Linked DNA regions of Ovis canadensis: region 1 is linked to region 2. A link is a contact called in public Hi-C data. All regions are on one chromosome and are shown on one strand. The core of a region is the stretch at or near the end of the contact, and the rest is flanking DNA. Distances in the headings are between cores, read along the strand shown. Region 1 overlaps SNAP47 (synaptosome associated protein 47). Region 2 holds the start of WNT9A (Wnt family member 9A).

Region 1 (3,187 bases), core at 503-3,002, 300 kb before region 2:
CTGATTCAAATGTAAAGCAAAATAAAGTAAAAACAAAAAATCAGCGCAGTACCATACTCACCTTAAAAAAGTGAAAGGTAGACTCCTTGGTGTCATCAGACATCAAGCCAGCGCTCAGGCTTCCCTTAGTTCCCTCACTTAGAAAAATGGGCCACAAGTTTGTTCCCACTGGAATCCTCATAAGGCCCCTGTGTTGCATTTAGTGAAGTGCCTTTAATTCCAACTTTCCTCTGTCATCTCTTCTTTTGCGCTTTATTTGATAAAAAAAAGCTGAATTGTTTCTCTCAAAATTTTGCTACTTGTAAGATATTACTTCCTTGGTCTCCCCACCTCCCAGCAGGTGGTGAGCTGTCTGCTCTCTGCCTTGGCGCTCCTGTAGGTCAGTTTGTAGCTCTAGAGGCTCCATCAGATCCAGGCTCCGTTTTGGAGAGACTATTTTGTTGATGGCACCCCACAAATGTCATCAAAGCCTTGTATGCCTTTTAAACCTGTTTTTAGATAATTTTATTCTGTGTGTCTACATAGGCATAGACTGCTTTAAGCTCAGCTTTTTCCTTTTGGGGGAAAAAAGTGTTCATCTTTTACTGTGGGGTATTTTAAACATACATCATTTGTCACTTTTTCCTTCTGATCTAACTGAATCACTTTTAGTAATGACACGTAGACATGCTGCTTTCTAGCTGCAACTAGCAAAATTTGCAGCTTACTAATCCCTTCTTTGGATAGGCTTATTGACTCCAGAACACTGCAGATCTTGTCTGTCTTGGGACTTGAGAAAGCTTTGTACTGTGAAGGCAAACTTAACCTGTTCTTGTGAAAGTGAATGAGAGTACATATAGGCCTCAGACTGGTAGGATCTGGGTCCCTTCTCTCACTCTCCAACGAAGATGTCTGTGGCTGAGATGAGCTCTCCTGTGTCCCACCGTTGTACTGAGACGAGCAAGAACATGGCTTTTTCATGGGAAATGTAACAATCTTATCTGTTAATTCTACTGGTGGCCATGTAGTTGGAGAGGGCCCTTCCAATTTCAAATAAACAATCTCTGCTGTCATGCCCAGTGTGCCCTTCCCCTAAAAGCTGGATGGATAGAATGGGAGAGATGGAGATGGAGGCACCAACAGCTAAGAGTAGAAGATCCCTCAGTAACCACTGAGGTCACCATTCTTCCCCATGAAAGCTGGTGTCTGTGTGGTTGGTCCTGACTGTCATCAGCAAGTCTCCGTGGGCCCTGTGGCGTCCGTGCTGGGAACAGCAGATGCCGTGGTCATGAATCAGGATGCTGGCTTTGGGGCAGAGGACGTGGTGATCCCTGAGCGGTTGGGCTGGCAGGACCTACCCACAGGAGGGGCGGGACTTTGTGCTGGTTAGCGGTCTCATTCTCCTTCCCTGCAGGGAGAACGTAGTTTCATACGAGGTTGTCTTTTCGAGGTAAAACACATGTTTCATATTTAGAGAAGAATTTTGAGCTGTGTATCTGAAGCTCGGGCATAGGTAGGAATGAGTTAAATTTCTAGGGAAAATGAAAATGCAAGAAAGTCTCCGTCCATTCATCTGTGGTTTCTGCTGCAGATGCTATTAAAGTCATTACGTGAAAATGGATTTTGGTGACTTACAGTGCAGTTGGGGTGCTAGAGAGAAGACGCGCCCTGATTTCCTCAGGGAGCAGCGTGCTCAGCGCAGTGTGCCAGCTCCCTCTGTGCTGGGCCTCTGCAGCAGGCATGTGGGCTACAGTTGGGCCCCATCTGCTGCGTAGCTGTGGCTGTCCACCATCCGCTGTGGGAGGGCACGTGGTGGAGGAGGCCGGGAGAGGAATCAGAGTCCCTCAGAGGGGTTTGGCAGAATCCCGTGAATCATTTCCAATGTCTGATGTGCTAACCTTTCCTGCCTCAGAACTCCTGCTCTTTCGTTACTAACTCTGTGGCTCCCGTGTATTTGATACAGCATTTGGAAGTGATAAGACAAAAACGGCATGGTTCTGTCCTCAGACATTGCACTGTTGTATAAAGTTTCTTCATAACTTTTTAATCTCCACTTCCGTGTCTTGTGCTTGCTGTTTTTTCACCCTTCCTCCGTCTTTCACCAGAGGAGGGATCAGGGTGGAAAGCTGGCCCAGCTCTGGCCTTCCGGTTCATCAGGCTCTTCAGCGTCCCCGGCCGCGGAACAGCAGTGAAGGAGGACTCGCCCTGGGCGCATCGCCATTTCCAGGAAAAAGGGCTGCGCACAGTGTGGGTTCATGGCAAGAGTGGAGGGCATAGTTTTGAACTTTCTGTTTGATTACATTGGGGCATTTAGCTTGCCTACTGTATGTGGTATCTTTATAAACAATAAGTGCAAAACACAAAAATTAAAAATGGAGGTTGATTCATTCAGTCCAGTCAGAAAGTTGGTTTACTGGAAAACTTAGCTCGTCAGCTGGCATGAGGAGAAGAGTTTATTGAAAAGGCAGCCCTGTGGATGCCTGTGCTGGGGAGATGACTGAGGGCCAGGCCTTTTGTCTCTGCGTTGATTAGCCGAGCCAAGTTCCACACGTATCTGCACTGGTAATTCACTGGATCATTCCTGAAATAATTCAAGGCAGGAAGGATGCTGTGGCTCTCTCCTTGCTAACTGTCTTAAGAAACTAGTGTCCTTCTCTCTCTCTATATATATATATATGTTGTGTGTGTGTCTATTTATATTCTTTTTCACATTGTTTTCCATTATGGTTTATTACAAGATAATCTTATTTTCTTTTTCTTTTTTCTTTCTTTTTTGTAGAGATTATAAAATACATTTCGTCTTCAGTAACTCCACCATTCTGGTCTTTTTCCTTGTACTTTTCCCCCAGTTATTTAAATTTGTCCCAATTCATGTCTCCTTTCCTAGTTAGGAAAAAAAAGAATCTTTCATTTCTTGCATAACTGATCTTTAGCCTAAGATAAATGTCTGAATTAGTGGGATTGTATAGCCCTGGCTTCAGTGTATTACTTGTTTATTTGGAGAAGACAACACATCTGGGTTTCCTTGAATAATTGTTAGGACAAAGTCATGAGATAATGAGTGAGGGGTGGTAATCCATGATGCTTCTCATCAGCTGTGGCAGTAGGCTAAACCACACCTCAGAAATGCACATTCTAGAACTGATACTTCTTAGGATGAAGGTGGGAATGGCTAAACTGGTCGGCCTTCAAAAGTAGAAAAGCGGTG
Region 2 (3,442 bases), core at 236-2,735:
GAACTCACAGCCACAGCCCTGGCTTCGGGGTGGGGTCTCCAGGGTAAGAAGACAAGGAGCTGACCCTGGGAGACAACCCAGGGGAAGGGAACAGGAGAAGTGGGCGCGGGGAGAAAAACACAAAGGGAAAGTTTCCCATGAAAATATTTTATTTTCTTTGAGAACAGGATACACCTGCAGGGCTTCTCGCCCAGTCTGCCTCTCCCCGCCCTGGCAGTGCCACATTTCTGGACCAACGGGGCCCTCTGCCGGCCAGGCCGCTGCGCGCCGCGCCTGGTCCACGGGAGAGGGAACAGGTGACAACGGGCGCAGGGCGGCAGCCCGGAACGGGCATAAGGCACCCCGGACGGGGTCTGGGCGGGACTCGAGGGTGGCCTCCGCTCCAGGAGTGGCACGGGGGCAGGAGGCGGGGCGGCTGGGGAGAGCCGGAGGGCTGCCTACACGATGCCACACAAACCTCGGGGGCCCATCTGCAGAGTACAGAAAGGGTCCCCAGAGCTCGCCTGGCAGGACATCCCAGATCTGGGAGCGAGGAACCAGGAAGGGCAGGAAAGAACGATGGGGAGAGACGAGCCAAAACCACGAAAACTGCTGCTGCGGAGAAGCGCGCGGGGCAGCGACCCGGGAGGCGGCTGGAGGCAGCATTCACAGCCCGCCCGGGCCCGGCGCACCAGAGAGGTCCCACAGACGCGCTCCCGCGGGTCGCGGCCCGAGCGAACGTCAGAAGCAAAGCGCAAGAAAAATAAAATTCCTCCAGCCTGGAGTTTTTCCCCCTTTGGGGCTCAGTGCAAGGAACATCTGGATTTTGTACGTATTTTTTTGTTGTTGTTAAATTAACTTCTCGGGGAGAGAAAGGAGGGGGAAACTGCAAGGCGGGTGGGTGTGCAGGGGCCAGGGAGGCTCCAGACGTTTGGCTAGAAATCCCAGCCAAAGGCAGCCGATAACCAGAGCTTGGTCCCGCAGCTGCAGGGAGCCTCGCGCACGGCCGCGGGCGCGGCCACAGGGACTACGGCTCCGGGGTCACGAAGGACCGGGGCCTCACGCCAGCCAGCCGGGCACGCCGGCCCCTCTGCGAGAGCCGTGCCACAGGGACACCGACTCCCGAACCCAGCGACGCGGGCGCCGCAAACAAACAGCTCCAGGCAACCCGGCGCCCCTCGCTAGCCCGGGCACCGCGCCCCGCGCACCTGGGTCGCCCCCGCCCGCGCGCCCGCGCCGGCCTCGGGCCCGGCCCGCCCGCCCCGCCCGCCGGGCCGCCGAGGCACCTACCCGAAGTAGGCGGCCGAGGGGCGCAGCGCGGCGAGCAGCAGCGTCAGCGCGAAGGCCGCGGCCAGCCAGCGCGCCAGCAGGGGCCCATCCAGCATCTTGCCGCGCCGCGGCGGCTGACCATCGCGCTCCCGGCCCCGCGCTGGGCGCCCCGCGGCCGCCGCCCTCTTATAGCGCCCGGAGCGCCAGGCCGGGGGCGGGGCGCCGGCCAGCTGGCCCGGCCCCGCCCGCGCCCGGGGCGGGGTCACGCCGGCGCCGGGGGCGGGCCGAAACCCGAGCCGGCGCGCCGCCCGGCCCCGCCGCCTGCGGGCCGCGCGGGTCCCCGGGCGCGCCTCGCGCGTGGGAAGCGAGGCACGCGAGGGGCGGGTGGGAGCCGGCGCGGCCGGAAGGGGCGGGAGCGCGGCGGGGGCCCGGGGAAGGGAGCGAGCCCGCGAGCGGCTGTGGGCGTGGGTGGAGCCGAGGCGGAGTGTTGGTGGCCCGGGGCAAGGCGGCGAGGCTGGCGCTGCGCGGCTAGCCGGGTGGGAGCGGGCGAGTGGGGACGCCCGCGGAATCTGGAAGTGGGAGGTCCGGTGCAGCTGCGGGGGCGGGGTGCGACCTGGGGCGGGGCCGGGGCGGAGCTCTTGGCCAGCGCTCAAGCGGGCGGTGCCGCGGGGGGACTCGGGTGTCAGCCCGGAGCTGGAGCTAGCTTGTCGGCTCCCAGAGGAGTTTGCGTGAAAGGGGAGACAAGCCAGCAGGTGATGCCCCTGCCTTTGCGAGGCCAGCCGGGCGCTGCTCCCTGGTTTGTTGCCTTGGGAATGAGGCGACCTGATCAGGGATGGTGCGGCCAGGTCGATCGACCTTTTGGGACCTTTGTCTCCCTATTCTTAAATCGAAGGAGGAGCTGGCTGAGGTCACTGCCAGCGCTGATCCCCGGGTGACCTCCTTCTCAGAACCTCTGCTGTGAGGACTGGACGAAGGGGGCTTGGCACGGGTAGAGGCAACAGGAGCTGCCAGGGACAGGGAGGAGAGACGATGCAGAGTCACTGCTGAGGTAAGTCAGGGTCCGAGAACCCAAACCCCGGATTAAAACAGATAACACAAATTAACAACAGGATGGGTTCAAGGAGAATCCTTAGAGACCGCTGGGCCAGGGTGTCAACAGCCACAGCGGGGAGAGCTCTGAGGTTCAGGATATGGGAAACGTGTCCACGAAATGCCAGCCTTCAGGTGACCGTAGAGGCTCCATGGATCCACTTGGCCAATACTGTGGGGGCCCTCAAGTCCTGGGCCTGCAGGGGAAAGCACAGTTTTCTATCAGCCATCCGTACTGAGCTGCTGCTTTCTGGGCACAGTGACCCAGAGTCTGGGGGTCTGAGCACCTCTAAAGACTGGGTTAATGGGTTCTGAAGATCTGCTTAGTGACGTGAGTCAGAACAAGGACTGAAAGGCAAAACAGGTACCCGGAGAGTGGCGCAGGGAGCGCAACACATGCCTGGGCTCCCACCTCTGTTAGAAGGCCACCCACTGAGCATACCCCATCCTCCCTAGGGGCCTTCCAGTGCTGGGCTGGTGAAAAGAGGGCAGAGAGGAGATGGGGCGTGGGCAAATCACTTCCTCTCTGGGCCTCAATTTCCCCATCTGAGAGGCATCCAACTCTAGGGAATCATAATGTCTTTTTCTAAGTTGTAATGTCGCGCTGCAGAAACCTCCACCCATGGTTTTGCTTCTGTGGGTGTGACCAGCCTCACGTCATCCCCCACCCCAGGGACTCCTCATGTAGGAGGGGGCTCTCCAACACTCTCGTCTGCTCACACCACACTCAGCCACTTCAACAGGGCTGCCACAGCAAAGAGAACACCAAAGCAGCTCCAGCCCACCCAGGCTGGAGGGCTAGGGGACACCCTGTCATGCCGTACTTTCATGTGTCTGAGTTCAACCCCCAAGGCCTCCACCTGAAGTCCTGGCTGCCACACTCCGGAAGCATGAGGCATGAGCTGAGGGGACGCAGACTGATGACATCTTTAAAGGCACAGAGATTGCGTCCCAAAAAAGTGAAAGGTGAGATTGTAAACGTGTCTGGAAGGCGCTGCAGGCCTTAATAGAGACTCTTTCCATGGGGAGTGGAGGGTTCTCCTTTGGCCACCCAGCAAGTCCCAAAGAAAGAGGCGGCCAGCTGAGGCTCCAGCCAGCAACCGGG

Evidence for each region. Hi-C and Micro-C count contacts between places; a contact is called where the count stands out from the background.
Region 1: a contact with region 2 is called in a Hi-C map of lung, with 4 times the contacts expected there. The contact joins the enhancer-like site here to the promoter of WNT9A in region 2. A contact is called at or near these places in 2 of 2 Hi-C or Micro-C datasets (fibroblasts and lung).

What each region holds. Positions count from the first base shown.
Region 1 is chr5:17,975,211-17,978,397 of ARS-UI_OviCan_v2, reverse strand. All of the region lies in intron 4 of SNAP47 (synaptosome associated protein 47), which reads left to right. Among named protein-coding and RNA genes, the nearest start is that of JMJD4, 50 kb to the left of the region's middle. Within about 2 kb of position 1,752, the one cell type or tissue checked has open chromatin away from gene starts, as enhancers often do. A contact at or near this core is called in fibroblasts, where this site is marked.
Region 2 is chr5:17,678,916-17,682,357 of ARS-UI_OviCan_v2, reverse strand. It overlaps WNT9A (Wnt family member 9A), which reads right to left and starts at 1,485. Exons shown (of 4, transcript XM_069590527.1): 1 at 1,270-1,485. The coding sequence starts at 1,364. It overlaps LOC138440753 (a long non-coding RNA gene), which reads left to right and starts at 1,518. Exons shown (of 5, transcript XR_011257112.1): 1 at 1,518-1,617; 2 at 2,141-2,296; 3 at 3,190-3,303.